2 separate regions of the Mus musculus genome follow, and region 1 is linked to region 2. A link is a contact called in public Hi-C data. All regions are on one chromosome and are shown on one strand. The core of a region is the stretch at or near the end of the contact, and the rest is flanking DNA. Distances in the headings are between cores, read along the strand shown.

Region 1 (7,674 bases), core at 3,663-6,162, 270 kb before region 2:
CCACAGCCTACTAAACAAAACACTGGACTAAGCACTAAGCACGGGGCTCCCCCTTGGAGGAGTTGGAGAAGGGACTGAAGGAGCTGAAGGGGTTTGCAGCCCCTTGTGGGGAGCAACAGTGTCAACAGAACAGACCATCCAGGAGCTCCCAGGGACTGGACCACCAACCAAAGAGTACACATGGAGGGACCCATGGCTCCGGTCGTGTCTGTGGCAGAGGATGGCCTTGTTGGACATCAGTGGAAGGAGCAGCCCTTGGTCCTTTGGGGGTTCGATGCCCCAGTGTAGGGGAATGCCAGGACTGGAAGGCAGAAATAGGTGGGTGGGGGAGCACCCTCATAGAGGCAGAGTGAGGGGGGTTTCCTGAGGGGAGGCCTGGAAAGGGGATATTTACATTTGAAATGTAAATAAAGAAAATATCCAATAAAAGAAAAAACAAAAAACAAAAAACAAACCACTGGTATAAGGCGTGATCAGCTTTTTCCTCTCCTTGGTAATGCACATATTGGCCAGATTAGACAAGATTAGAAGTAGAAAAAGGCAGGTTTCTTAGGAGGCAGCTCTCCTGGCCCGTTCACTGATCTCACATGTGGAGGTCAATGAAGTCAAGCATCTGGGCTAAAGCGAGGTGGTTTTATAGAATTTAGGTGAGGAGTGGTGACTGGAAGCTGGAATTGCTCCCCTATGTGTTCAAAAACGGAGCCCCTGGGCAAGCACTCTGGGGTGGGTTGCTGGAAACATGGAGACAAGGAAAGATGACTTGTTAGCCTGCAGTTTTTTCTGAGGGGGCAGGGGTATTTTCTCTGTTTGTGGTGGGGGACGGAGGGCAAATGGAGTTTTCCATCTTGTGCAGGGGCGAGCAAAGGTTCAAGTCTAACCAGGAGCTGACACTCTCCTGCTTTCTACCTCTTTAGTCCTTTGTTGCACTGTGGCCTTTAGACCTCCTGACCCCTCCTACTGGACTGCCATTGCCCAGTGCTTTGCACAGATAGTTTACTCTTACCTTCTAGGTGTCCTGTCACCTGTCTTCTTTGTGAGACACTGTCCCTGACCTCCTGAGATAAAATAAAGACCCCGTGTCTTATTACCTTAGTTCTTGTACTTCTTCTGGTCAAATATAACAGTCTAAAAATATTGTGTTCCTTTCCATATTGAATGTTTATTTGTTTTTGCTTATCTCCTGATCTTTCCTTTTGATCCCCACTGTCGTGTTAAATTCGTAACTTCTTGGTTAACGTTTATTAAAGGTTCGTTTAATTCACTTACTTTATTTCTAAGCCTGCCTACTGGACATGTCTTTCCTCTATTCATCTCTGGCATCTAAGCTGTAATGAACCACTGGACAGAGACCACAGATCTACTGGGAAGATTTACATGGTAGCTGTTTGCTGAACCACAGCGTCTCCTGCTTCACTCTCAGTCATTTCTCCACTTAGTTCCAAGAGATCCTGCTGATAACATGCTATCGACTTGCTTGCTTATTTTGTAGACAGGTATGGAGCTACTTCCCCACAAAGAGTGGACAATCTGTTCTTAATATGTAGGGATTCCTTTTGCTTTGACTTGGTGGTGGTGGTGGTGGTGGGTGGTGGAATTTTTTTTTTTCAAAAGACCATCAAAGTTTAAACAGACATGGTGAATGGAGAAAGAGGAAGTAGTGGGGAAATGCAGGTCTCCGGTGTGTTGATTTTGGATTTGTTAGGTGCTGCACACAAGTAGAGCTCATATGTACTAAAGCCAAGCTCTATCAATGTTGAGGCCAAATATAGAAAAGAACAAAGGGCAGTATGTTTAAAATCAAACATATGGATTTAAGATGACTGGCAAATAAAACACATTCTTTTTCAGGCATCTTTCATTAATTGGATGATGCTTATACCATAGTCTTTGATCAAGGAGGAGGATACTGATCCAGACTTTTAAAATAGTTTCATCATTATTTCCTCCTCACTATATCAATTCTCGTTGCCAGACTGGCTTCTGTTGATTCTGGACCCCATGGCTGACTTAGTCTGAGTAACTTGTGCCAGGCTTTCTGTACATGACTGGCACCACACTTTTTCCTCTTAATGTTTTGATGTTTCATCTTGTAACCTGGTGGCAAAGTTTGACCTTGCATCCAATTTTTATAATCTAAATAGAGTTTTTCTGTTTTCTAAAGATGTCTTTTAAAAATTTCTGTATGTTTATCCATGTTCTTGGCTCAGTCCTGATATCCTCTCTAACCAACTATCATAATATGCCATGTTCATATTCATATACCATGTTCTACTGAAATATCTTAATATACCATGTTCACAAAATTGCACTGGCATCAAATTTATAAATTTCTCACTAAGATATATTAACCATCTATTGTACAGAAACATTGTATTATGTTTAGTGGTTATAAATATACACACATTTTGTATAATACTTGCTCTCTGGAGAGCAAGGTGTGCATGAGACAAGATATATAAATAAGGCACAAAAAGATAAGTGGCCTCTCTCTCTCTCTCTCTCTCTCTCTCTCTCTCTCTCTCTCTGTGTGTGTGTGTGTGTGTGTGTGTGTGTTAGTTAAAATGTTCGGATAAAACATTATATGGCTGTTATCTGAGTCATAAGAAGGAATGAGCCAGGTGTGGGCTACATCTCTGCAGTTCTTACTCTACACTGTACTTGTGTAGGGACTCAGTTCTTACTCTACACTGTACTGGTCAGGGACTCAGGCACCTGGGAGTGGAGATCTCAGTAGAGAACTTGACTAATATTAATGACAAGGCACTGGGTTTTGATACACAGATTTCCACCCAAGCACCGAAAAACAAACAAACAAACAACAAACAAACAAACAGCGCCCCCAAACAAAAACAGTACAAACAACAGTAAAGATTAGAGTTTTCATATAAAAATTAAGTTAACACTGAAGATAAACAATCAAACTGAGGCATATCACAGGCTCACAGTGGTGTCCCCTGTCAAACTCAGGCTACCTACACCTATTGTACTATATGATAACATTTAGGAAGTGTTTGAGGGCTCCGCCACAGCAGTTCCCTATAGTTGTGTAAGAGGCTTACAATCAGACCAGAGGAAAGACTGGGCAAGAGGCTGGGGTGACTGAGATCAGTGATTGGAGTCCCTTCTGTGTATTCTGAATCAACTGTGTTCTTGGGTTGAGGATCTTCATCCTTTCAACTCTAATTTCCCTACAGCCTCCTTGAGAGAGCAGCCATCCTACTATTGTGCTGCTTCTCAGGGCTTTCTAGACATAAAGCCCACCATTTTTGTTTGCTTTGAAATAGGGTCTCCTATGTAGTTCTGACTTGACTAGTCTGGAACTTGCCATGTATATTAGGCTGGCCTCAAACTTGTAGAAAACCATTTACCTTTGCCTCCATCCCCCATCTTCAAAGCCTTCTTGTTCTTGGAAGTTCCACTTTAAATACAATCTCAACAGCCAGTTATCTTAAAGTCCTTGTGCTATCTTTGAAATTTGGTTTGTAGAAAGGAAGACTATTCTGTGATTTTTTTTTCTGTAAGATATTTGTCCTATCTTTGTTTGTTTGGTTTTGTTGTATTTTATTTTATTATTCTCTAAAAACCGGGTTGTTTTCTAACAAGAGGCAGACAAAGGGAAGGATTTTGGAGGAGTTGAAGTAAGGGGAGGCAAAATTAGAATATATTGCATGAAAAAAAAAACCCTATTGTCTGTAAAAACAGAAAAAAAAAACAAAAACAAAAAGAAATCTTTAAAATGACAGCAAAAACAGATATGATGATTATTTTTGCAAAATAGCTTTCAAAAATAATACAGTCTCCATTTGTACCTACATCATTTTCTTATGTTACATCATTGTCTACTAACTTTATGTTACCTGTGTTTTGCCCATCACTTTAGCTTTCTTAGGAATGGAGTAACAGAAGAGGGAAGGTGTTCTGATCCCTGAATGGGAGAGGATAGGACCAAATTGTCAGAAAATGTAGCAATAACCAATCTGGTCCTATTATAGTTTTGAAGTGAATGTATTTTTATTTTATAGACATGCACATATTTAAGCTTATATTTTATTTATTATTTATTAATATTCAATTTTTTAAGTAAATTTAAATTTATGGAGAATTTGAGGACAGCTACATATGTTCTTGGGTTGCCAAGTTCTTTGCCTGGTAATTTTATAATAATATAAAACTGATATAATGAAGATCAATGAGGGTAACAATTATTTGTAAGTAGCATGGTGTGATGTTAATCTTAACAAACTTAAATACAGGTTCAACCTTATAGCTATGTTGCCAATGACTACTTTCAGGGGTCATTTCTTAATGGCAACTTAGGACAGTGTCCCCCCCCCCCCCCCGCAATGGCACACATTTAAAAGTTTCAGAGGCATTTGTGCAATTTCACCCTGAATCTGTTACTGTCCATGGTTCTTCTCCCTTTGCTCAGACATTGTAAACCTTGGGGGAAACATGAAGAGGAGATGGAGGGCAAGCTGGGGATGCTATGACTTCCTTGAAGGTCAGCCAGCAAGCCAAGGGGTGGGATGGAATTAGAACTCACACCCCTCAATTTTCCAGGCTGTTGCTTAGCCCACTGAACCCCACTGCCTCTGACTTGGTGTATTAATAGAGGCTGGGGAACACAGATTGCTTGAACATATGGCAGAGAGGATGGGAAGATAATATTCTGCGGCAGACTCGCTTCTGCAGACGGGTGACTGCGAAGGCTGTTTTTCTGCACAGGGTTCAGCAACTGAAGCGTTAAACGCATTTTCTTATTTTTGTCTCTAAATGATACAGCTTTTCCCCTTGAGTGAGATCAATTTCTGGACATTCTTCTTGTCAGGGGAAGCTGGTGGAAGTGAGGCCAAGGGTGCAGGCCTCCCCATAGTCTGTGGAGAGGAATAAATAAGGCCCACGCACAACACCCTGCAGAGTACCTGGAGGGGTGCCTAATGACTGGCCAGTTCCACTTCCCTCACACACAACACCTGTGGTCGGAACAAGGGCTCAGAAATTGGCTCCTGATCTAGACTCTCTGTGGCTCCTTAATGGTAATGTAGAATATGGTACACATTTAATATGCCCTAGTTATTTCTTTCATTGCTATCACTAGATGCCACTAAGAATCAAGTCCAAGGGCTTCACACAATGCTCTGTGGAGGGGAAAATGTGAGTTTTACTCTTAGATTCTTTCTTGTAAGGAAGACAGCATATAGGGCTCATAATGAGGAAAAGAAAATCAGACCACACGAGACAGTGGTCAATGTACTCAGGGCCCAGGGGCTGGCAGTACAAAGACTTTAGGTATGATGTAAGGATAGGGCTTTCCAACCGATAGGTGATGATGCTCAGAGTCCCTTTTTAATGTTGTATATTTGATGTTATAATGGACTTTATATGAAGATATGTTTGGAAAATAGGGAGGTTTGTAAATTGATGATGGCTGATTGATACAACAAAATGATGACGTTCAGAACATGAATGTTAGCTATGCACAAAACAGAGCATCTCACTCACCCAGGGACAAAATGCCTGATGGGCCTGAGTTTATACATCTAGAATTGTGTCTACCTCACAGACTTGTGATGAGGCCTAACTGACTAATGCAAGGCAGTGCTGTTCGTTCACACTGCTAGACTGTAGGCACTCACTGAATGGAAATATTGCTTTAAAGCTGTCAGTACAAGTACTGGGTACTATTATTATATCTATCATAAAAATTGTATTAGGATTCCAATGGTAAAACCTCTATAGAAGAAGAGAGATCACACAATGTTCTGGTGGCAAAGGAGTGGGGAGGCAGGTCAGGTGGTCTTTCAGGGTATGGGTCACGCTGACTGGCTGAAAAATGGCCCAGACATAATTTTATTATGAGATACACTGAATCCCTGTATTTTGGAATATGCTATTTCAAGACTAATGAAGTAAAGATGGAAGTCAGAGGAGACCCTCCTCCAAGGTAACTGCTACCCTCCCATGCGGGAATGTGGACTCTGAGGTCTACAGAAGGAAACACAAGTAAAGATGCCTGGAAAAGAAAGCCATTTGCAAGCAGGTGGGAAAGGACCCAAGAAAAATTAGCATCCAAATCAGGTGAGATGTTCTTTAACGCCCATCTCCCCTAAGTATTTTGAGTTTCTCTGTGTAGCCCTGGTTCTCCTGGATCTCACTCTGTAGACCAGGCTGACCTTGAACTCAGAGACACCCTTGCCTATGCTTCCAGAGTTCTGGGATTAAAGGCCTGTGCCATCACCATGACTACCACCATCACCTACCTAAATTTCCTCTTCTTTAAGCAGCCCAGACTGTGGTACTACGCTACCACAGTGCTAGTAAACCCTGGAGAATTCACAAGTTAGCATAACAGCTTTTATTTACCCACTGGAGCCAAAGGATGCCATTGCCTACCCACTGGAGCCAGAACCTGGCATTGCCTGGAGATTGGAGTCACACTTCTCCCTCTACAAGCAATGCTTTGGCGTTTGCTGAGATCTCTCAGGCAGGCCCCCAAAATCGGTGCTTTTATTTTCTCAGCTGACATATTGCAGGAAGCAATTCCTGAGTGCTGTCCCTGTTCCCCTCCTCTTGGAGGGGATGTAATGGCATCTCCAGCATGTTGCTGGTATTGCCATTGAGCTGATCCTGCAGACTCTTATATTCTGCACCCCCTCCCCCAGGGAAAAAATAATTAGAAGCTTATCAATCAGCTTTCTATGATATAAACTATTACCTGCCAAAATACTATCCTGAGCATTCTGGAACCAAAGGTGAAGGAAAAGCAAACACAAAGGACATGAACAGACAGCTTTTTCTGTTTTTAATCAATTGCACCCCAAATGAAGCAGCGATCAAAGAAAGGTCCTCCGTTAGCTGTCAGGTCAGTGACTTTGATCAGCTGATGTCAATTACCAGAGCTGGGTAATATCTCCCCAGCTGTGGCCCTCCTACCGGCAAAACTGGACTGCTCCGTGCAAGCCACATTAAACCTGTCTGCCATCCATCCCTGGCTCTCCTTTGCGGCAGCAGCTTAACAAGACAAGGGAGGGAGCATCACCAAGAGGCAAATACTATTTTCCAGGAGGCCAGGATGCTGAGAGGTGAGCAGGGTAGAGAAAAGCAAGATATAGGCCATTAAGCAACAGGGCTTTCTCATAAGACCGTTTCATATTATCATTTCTATGCAGATGTGTTTTTCAGCCTTCTAAAGTGAGGAGAGGCAGCCGAAAATAACGGGCAGATCACAGCCAGTTGGCTATCCTCCTCCAGATTGGAGGCCACGACCCATTCTCATTTTTTTCAGCTTTTGTAAAGGTGAGCTTGAAGCTTCCTTTAAGAAATCATGAAAACACCACCACCACCACCACCCCACCACCACCACCAACACCACCACCAACACCAACAACAACAACAACACAGTATTTTTTTCACTTTTCGAGACTCAGAAAAAAATCCGGCTTGAAACAAATTCAGTTTTTGTCACCCTTCAGGTAGCTAACTAAGCCCAACCCCCCACCTTCCTGCTGCTGATGGGGTGGAGCCTCAGCCCCTAGAAAAAGGACCAGAAGAATCCCCAAAAGAGTTCCTCAACGAATACCCTACAGTAGAAAGGAGAGCCTTAGTTCCTGATGCTCCTGCCCCTCCCTTTCTGGAGGCTAGCTTTACAGATTGCTTAAGGACCTGGGCAGCTGT
Region 2 (6,997 bases), core at 2,294-4,793:
ATGCAATTTCAGCCATAATGGTACCCTCTGAAAACATGAACTCGCATGAATAGTTCCTGACAATATCAGGCCACAGGTTTGTTTCAGCTTTGAGTGCAGAGCCTTTTTTTTTTTAATAATTTAGTACAACAAAAAAGAGTAAAAAGAAGGACATTTGACATTTCAGATATAAAATAATGGTAAATTAGTGCAGCTGATTTTATATATATATTTCAAAACTTGTTAGATTTTTTTGTTGTTCCTGACTGTATCCTCAGCAGGAAATCCTGAGTGACTCTATGAATAACCTGTCCTCTCTAATGCAATAGTCCTGTCTCTAGTTCATCAGCCATGTCACCTTCAATTAAGCAGTGGCTCAGTTGGTGCAGGGACAGCCTTCATATTAGAACTGCAGAAAGGTTTCTCCTTTGTGACTTAAGTATTTTTCCAACTGTTGGAATGTTCACCAATTGCTGCTTCAGCTCCTTGGAAGGCACGGAGCTTTGTGCGTCTAGGCATTTACTGTACTAGTAATTAATGCCGTGAGCTTTGTAATTAAAAAAAAAAAAAAACTTTTTGTCTTTATACTCAGGGTGATAATGCTGCAAGTAAAAATTAATTAAAATGAGATGAATTGCCTTCAGTTAAAGGAAACAGAAAGTGAAAGGGAGGGGAGAGGGAGGAGGAACCTGAAGCATCCCTGGCCTTATTAATGATGTAAACCAGGGGGTGGGGTTCCTGTTTCTTCCTACTTTCTCTCTGTTCTATGTTATTGAGCCTGAATTAATGTAGACACAAATGATTAGTTGCTGAAGACACACAGCAAAAGGACATTTCTTGTCCATTTGGCTATGGGTCACCATCAAGACCAAAAGCAGCAACGCCCATGTGTGTGTGTGAGCCTCCCTTCAACTTCTGTGTTCTAGCCTGCTTGGGGTAATGAGCTGTGAAATTGGCTCTTATATTATTATTAATTAAATCGACCAACGTTTTTTTTTGATAGCCGTATTCTCTACAAGGTCTTGAAAAGTCCCATCACTGATCATGACAGAGCTTGAGTGAGACATTTGGACCTCTGATCCTTCTAGTCTAAAGCAGATGCTACAAGATGTGAGTTCATCGTGCCTGCATACTGATTTTTCTAAAGTTAGGCCCCAGTTTCGACTGAAGGTCACTGCCTCATTAAATTAGTGCACAATGATGACATTGTATTTTTAAAAAGAAGCAGTAGTCAATCAATATGTGGACCAGGGTCAGCCTAGGATTCATGTGATTATTTAAAGGCCATAGAAATAACAGAAAGCCCATGGCCTCTCAGATAGATAATACATGCACAGAAAAGCAAATGCGACATCACACAGAACCACTTGGAAGTTAGCATTTAGAGACTAACAGGTTCGGTGCTCTGAGAGACAGGAGTAACCTATAGGGGGATTCATTGTAGAATGAAGAAGTCAGAAATGGCTTCATAGGAAAAATGAATCAAACAGGGCTGGCAGGGAAAAGGACAGAGTAAAAGACAAAATCATTTTCTTTTAAAATATATAGTCTTTATATAATTTGGTTACTGGTCATAGAGGTGGAAACTACTATATTCAGATAGATACTTATATCATTTCTCCAGCACTCTTGTGTCTTAACAATATCTTTAAAACTGGTTCTATGGATATATTTGGTGTTCTATGGATTTTACATCCTAGAAAGCCTGCCTTTTTAAACTGCAAGGTTCAGATACCCCTCTGTTACATTTTCAACCGTTAAAATTTTCCAACAACTGATGGGATGGGAGCTATTTCATGTTTCACAGTTCAAAGTTAGGGATCAGGTCTTGGTACGTGAACTGAGCAAATCTGGAGAAACATACAAAGAAGTAACAATTTTCAGTCTGGATTTTGATTGTAGTAGAAGAGAGGCGGGGGAGCTTCAAACGATCTCTGAAAAGCTAAAATTAGTATTTCACATTCCACGGCTAGTCCATATTTGGGGGGCCATTTCACTAGCATCACCGGGTAGCAGTTTTCCAAGAAGCCAGTAGTGAGTGTGACCATATGACGCTTCCTTCTCCTTCTGTTCTAAATCCCACAGACTGCAAAATTAGATTCCCTAGATTTAACGACGACGTTGGCATTCTTTTAGTAAAGCCATCTGTACAGCAGTCTCCCCTTATCTGCGATTTTACTTCCTTTAGTTTCCATTTCAAGTGGTCAACCATAGTATATCCAGGTCACAAAGATCCCTCCCTCAATAATCATCTAGGAGTCCCCACATTTATCAGGCTGACTGGTGCAGAATTGTGATGTAACCCTTAAGTAGTAAGTAGTCCAATGCTGCATCACAGTGACTGCGTTCTACACCCCACACTGTCTCATGGAGGCACTGTATCATCTCCTAACATCACAGTGTGAGACATTTTGAGATAGTAACATTCAGCTATCTCTTATTACATTATGTCATTAAATTCTGATGTTTTTCTTATGTTGTTATATGCATGGATAGGAGGAAACACAGTAGTAAAACTAGCCTTTGGTAAACAGGAGGATTCAAGCACCCACGATGATACCCTCTCTGGGTAAGGAGACCATGTTGTTCTTGTACTAGGGCAATTTGAGTAATTCCTCTCACCTAACATATATAGACACAAATCATCACATGTTCCATACCCTCTCCAGACGAAGGGTTTACAGCATCAGTCTAGCTTTATAGAGCTACCAACGTGGTTTGCAAAGATCTTAGTTTGTCTGTACAGCACCTGCCATTTTCAAGCCAGGAAAATCAATCCTAGTTTCTGCTGGTTCAGCCTCAGAAGAGGAGAGTTTGGGAAACATTTCTTCTTCTTCTTCTTCTCTTCTTTAAGTAGTAGAGTAGATTTGCTGCCAGAGGCAAGGAATGGCTTCGTATCAGATGAGCATTGGTCTTAAACAATTGGGTTAAATGAACCTCACTGGGTTTTGATGGATGTCTAATATGCTTGTGAATGGTTGCTGAACTCAAAACTAGAGAGAATTCCCTCTCAACTGGACTGTCCTTAGCTACTTTAGTGAGAAATTAGCAAGCAAAGGAAACTGTTAAACTGCCCCCAACATGTCTACCTAATTTTGTGCTGTACGCTCATGGACTGATAAGCTTTGTAGCACAGATGATGCTAAAGTACCCAGTCGATTCTTTCTCCTTGTTACCTTTAATCATTTCTTTGAAACTTATAGCAAAGGTAGCTGCCGTTAACAAACATCTCAGAACTTGTAGTGAACTGTGAAGCCATATTTTAATTAAGAAATGATGGACAAGATTATACTTATCATATAAGAAAAGGCAGTCCTGAAGTAATGAAGCAGTGTGGAGAAAAATGAGCCAGAATAGGAGTGACAGTAAATTACCAGGTGCAGGTGACTAACAGATATCCTGTGACCTCTATGAATTCCACATTGCAGAACAATGTTAACGGATGCATGATTTATGTGCTCCTGCCCTCCTCGCTCCAGAAGGCAGAACACAGTGTTCTGTGAACAGCAAAAAATACTCCCACTGACTGGCTCACACACTCTCCCCTGAAAGGACTGGGCTTACAATCTGGCGCAGGCAAGGAAGTGCTGACTGGCCTTTGGCACCTGCACAACTCTTGGCTCACACACTGGGCCTGGCTGTTAGAAACAAACATAATAGCAGACACCTTGGAGCTGCCCCTCCAAGATATACTGCTTCAGCGCAAGCACTCTGTCTAACCATAGTTCAGTTCTTTCCTGTAGTGGATGTTGAATAGAAGCTTTTCTGGTGCCTTTATAAGTCTGTTCAAAGATTCTAAGGATTGGAGAATACAGACTCATTCATTTTTCATTTTAGCTTCTCTTGGGATATGAATGTTAGGAGCAAGAAGAAAGAATGAAAGAACATACAGAGAGAATAATTCATGAAGTGACCAAATGCTACCTATAAGATAAGAAGGAAGAACTTGGCAAAACAGAACTATGTGGAAGGTTGAGGGGGCCAGTCTGGGACGTGGGCAGCAGCCTGGGACAGTTCTTCATTCCTTCATTTGTTTACCTCCTATTTATTTACTTAAATAAGAAATGTTGCTCTGACCATTGGAAAAAAAGTTGGCACTTCAATTCAGTCATAAAGAAAGCACCACACTTGACTGCATTAGAATCCTTTTGTGAGGTCTAACTAGAAGAGAAAGAAATCTTCTCAGACACGATAACTGAGCTTAAAATCAAGGACTCTCCAAGTCATAAAATTTAGCATTTCTTTCTCCTTTGAGTTGTAGTTGTCTGACATTTAACAGAAATACAAGGACCTGATCTCACAATATTGATATTGCAAAAGTTCTGTTTTTGGTTATTCATCTCCCACCCCCACCCCACCCCCACAGAACTTTGTCATTATTTTCAATTCTGAAGTGCAATGGTCATTTTGAAATAATAATTCATAATTTTATTTTAATTTGGAGGTAAATAAAAGGTAGAATGTTGTAACTACAATATACATTGAGGAAACTTGAAGACCGCATAAAAATGACAATAATGATTCTGAGAAGCCCAGGGGCTGGGAAAATTATGTTATAATCCACCACCAAACTGGGTTGCAAACAAATAATTTTAAAAATAGACTAATATGTTGGCACAACAGATATTCTGAAATACAATTTGTGGCATGTCTTTGTACTATGCAGAACGATTGAATGACACTCAAATAGGCCAGCTTTCAAATTCTTGGACTTTTTGCTGAATTGTGTCCATATTACACATGAAGCTTGTGTCCATCAACAGAGGAATAGATAATGAAAATGTGGTGCACATATACATTGACATTTATTCAGCTATAAGGAAACATAAAACTATGAAATCTGTAGTAATGTGAGTGGATCTGGAAAGAATTACACAGGGATAGCTCAAACTCAGAAAGACAAATCCTGTTATTTTTTGTCTCACATGCAAATCCTAGATATACCTCCAAGGAGACCATGAAGGTAGGAAGAAGGTTTAGAGGAAGGGGAGTAAAGAGGATAGATAGAGAAATGCAAGATGTGAAAGGAAAACAGGCATTATCAGGGATAGAAAGCTGCAAGACTGGGGGGTGGGGGGACGACTGGGGAGAAGCACAGGGGAGGGTGTGAGAGGAGATCAACACAAACAGCACAAACACACCATAATAAAACTTATTGCCTTAAATATTAGTAGAACCAAGCAACTAAAATAAAATAAATCATACCAACACAGAAAAGAATAACTGGAAGGAGAAGAGACGTAAAGGGACGGATGGAAGGGATGAGGAGAGCAAGGAAGGGGGAGAGAGTGAGGAACCTGCCTCTCAATGAGATCAGCACCAAATACATTATGAGAAAAGAAGATGTCTATAAGATACATTCCACATGCCACTTGACTCTTGAATTTTGTGGTATTTCATGAAGTTACTAACATAATTACTGTAAATAGATCAAAGCAAGACCTTATATAGCTACACTGTACAAAAATAAAAATAAAAACCAAAAAACAGTTTCCCAGCAGGGTCTCTCTGACTTCTGTATCCTATTGTTAGAGTGTGACTTAAATAAAGACTGGAGGGTGAGTTTTGTCTGGGTATCTTAACCTACATAGGAGACTGGACTAACAGGAGTCTTACCTTCAGATTCTAGATCTCTCTCTCTTTGTTTTGTTTTGTTTTTGTTTTTGTTTTTGGGTTTTTTTTTTTGAGACAGGGTTTCTCTGTATAGCCCTGGCTGTCCTGGAACTCACTTTGTAGACCAGGCTGGCCTCGAACTCAGAAATCTGCCTGCCTCTGCCTCCCAAGTGCTGGGATTAAAGGCGTGCGCCACCACTGCTCGCCCTAGATCTCATTTCTAAACTCCACTCTTCCATACAGGTCTTGTTCACACACGTGAAAACTTCTAGAATGTGCTCAGTCAGGGTTGTTGTGACTTGTTTTACTAAAACAGGTAGTGAGTCTGCACACTGCAGGCATGTCCTTACTTTATCTTGATTGTCATCCCAAAGCAACAGGCAACATTCAGTGCAGGTAGCCTCTTGGACTACTAACATGAAATAAATAAAGAATAAATTGCTTTTTCATGAGACACTTTTAATCATTCTGGTTTTTATGTACTTTATATTTCTACACTTGATCTTAGCCAAAGGGCAGAGAAGCATTGTACTTTATATTTCTAAGGGCATATTTCATTCAGAATTTCATGTTTGAAAATATTTATTATTTTAAATAGACTGTGTATTGTCCTTAAAATGCACAAACCCAAAAGGACCCAATTTATACTTGTCAGAAGGTGACGTAAGGGATTCATTTCTAGTCCAATAGTGTATAGTATAAAGGCTAAACTACCTTGTTTTCAATTTCACTGTTTTGTTTTGTTTTGTTTTGTTTTTCACAATAAAAGGCAAGGACACAGTAACCGAGAAGAAAAGAATTCCATGGGTTCAGCCTACCCATGCCCTTCATCTTGACTGTCACTCACCCATTACCTAGATTTACTTTTTAAATGTAAGCCCAGGCTGAAGTCCAAGACAGTAGAGATGATAAAGGGGGCAAAATGAAATGTTTAGAATATCAGGCACAAGACCAGCACAAGTTCAAAGCAGGCCAAACCCCACCAAGGTGACAGGGAAGTGTTCACAAATTTCCACCCATAACTAAGAAGTCCTTTGCAATAGGTAGCTGCAGGGAGAGGGAAAAATCAATTTTCTCCAATGGAGTGACATAGGGTATATCAACCACACTCTAGGGCAATTCTCACAGTCAGGAAGAGTTGGTCAACACAAAATGTACACTCCGTGGTTTTTGTACACTTTTTTGTGTTTTTGGTTGAGTGGGGGTTGTTTGTTTTGTTATGTCTTGCTTTTTTTTTTCTTTTATAATGTGTGTCCTTTTTCTTTGTTCTCGGTGAAGAGGAGACAGAGAGGACATGGATTTGGGTGTGTAGGGACGATCTGGGATGAGCTGGAAAGGGGAAAATAAATATGATCTGCATGTATTGTATGAAAGAATTTAAAAATTAAAAAAAAATGTTTTATGA

The links. Hi-C and Micro-C count contacts between places; a contact is called where the count stands out from the background.
Region 1: a contact with region 2 is called in a Hi-C map of cerebellum, with 1.6 times the contacts expected there. The contact joins two enhancer-like sites. A contact is called at or near these places in 5 of 484 Hi-C or Micro-C datasets (brain, cerebellar granule neurons, cerebellum and 1 more).

What each region holds. Positions count from the first base shown.
Region 1 is chr16:42,014,394-42,022,067 of GRCm38.p6, reverse strand. All of the region lies in intron 3 of Lsamp (limbic system-associated membrane protein), which reads right to left. It overlaps Gm52229 (splicing regulatory glutamine/lysine-rich protein 1-like), which reads right to left. Exons shown (of 1, transcript XM_030249356.1): 1 at 1-7,674. Among named protein-coding and RNA genes, the nearest start is that of Gm52229, 54 kb to the right of the region's middle. Within about 2 kb of position 4,912, at least 12 of the 459 cell types and tissues checked have an H3K27ac peak or open chromatin away from gene starts, as enhancers often do. A contact at or near this core is called in brain, cerebellar granule neurons, cerebellum and 1 more, where this site is marked.
Region 2 is chr16:41,741,772-41,748,768 of GRCm38.p6, reverse strand. All of the region lies in intron 1 of Lsamp (limbic system-associated membrane protein), which reads right to left. Among named protein-coding and RNA genes, the nearest start is that of Gm46551, 110 kb to the left of the region's middle. Within about 2 kb of position 3,543, at least 55 of the 459 cell types and tissues checked have an H3K27ac peak or open chromatin away from gene starts, as enhancers often do. A contact at or near this core is called in brain, cerebellar granule neurons, cerebellum and 1 more, where this site is marked.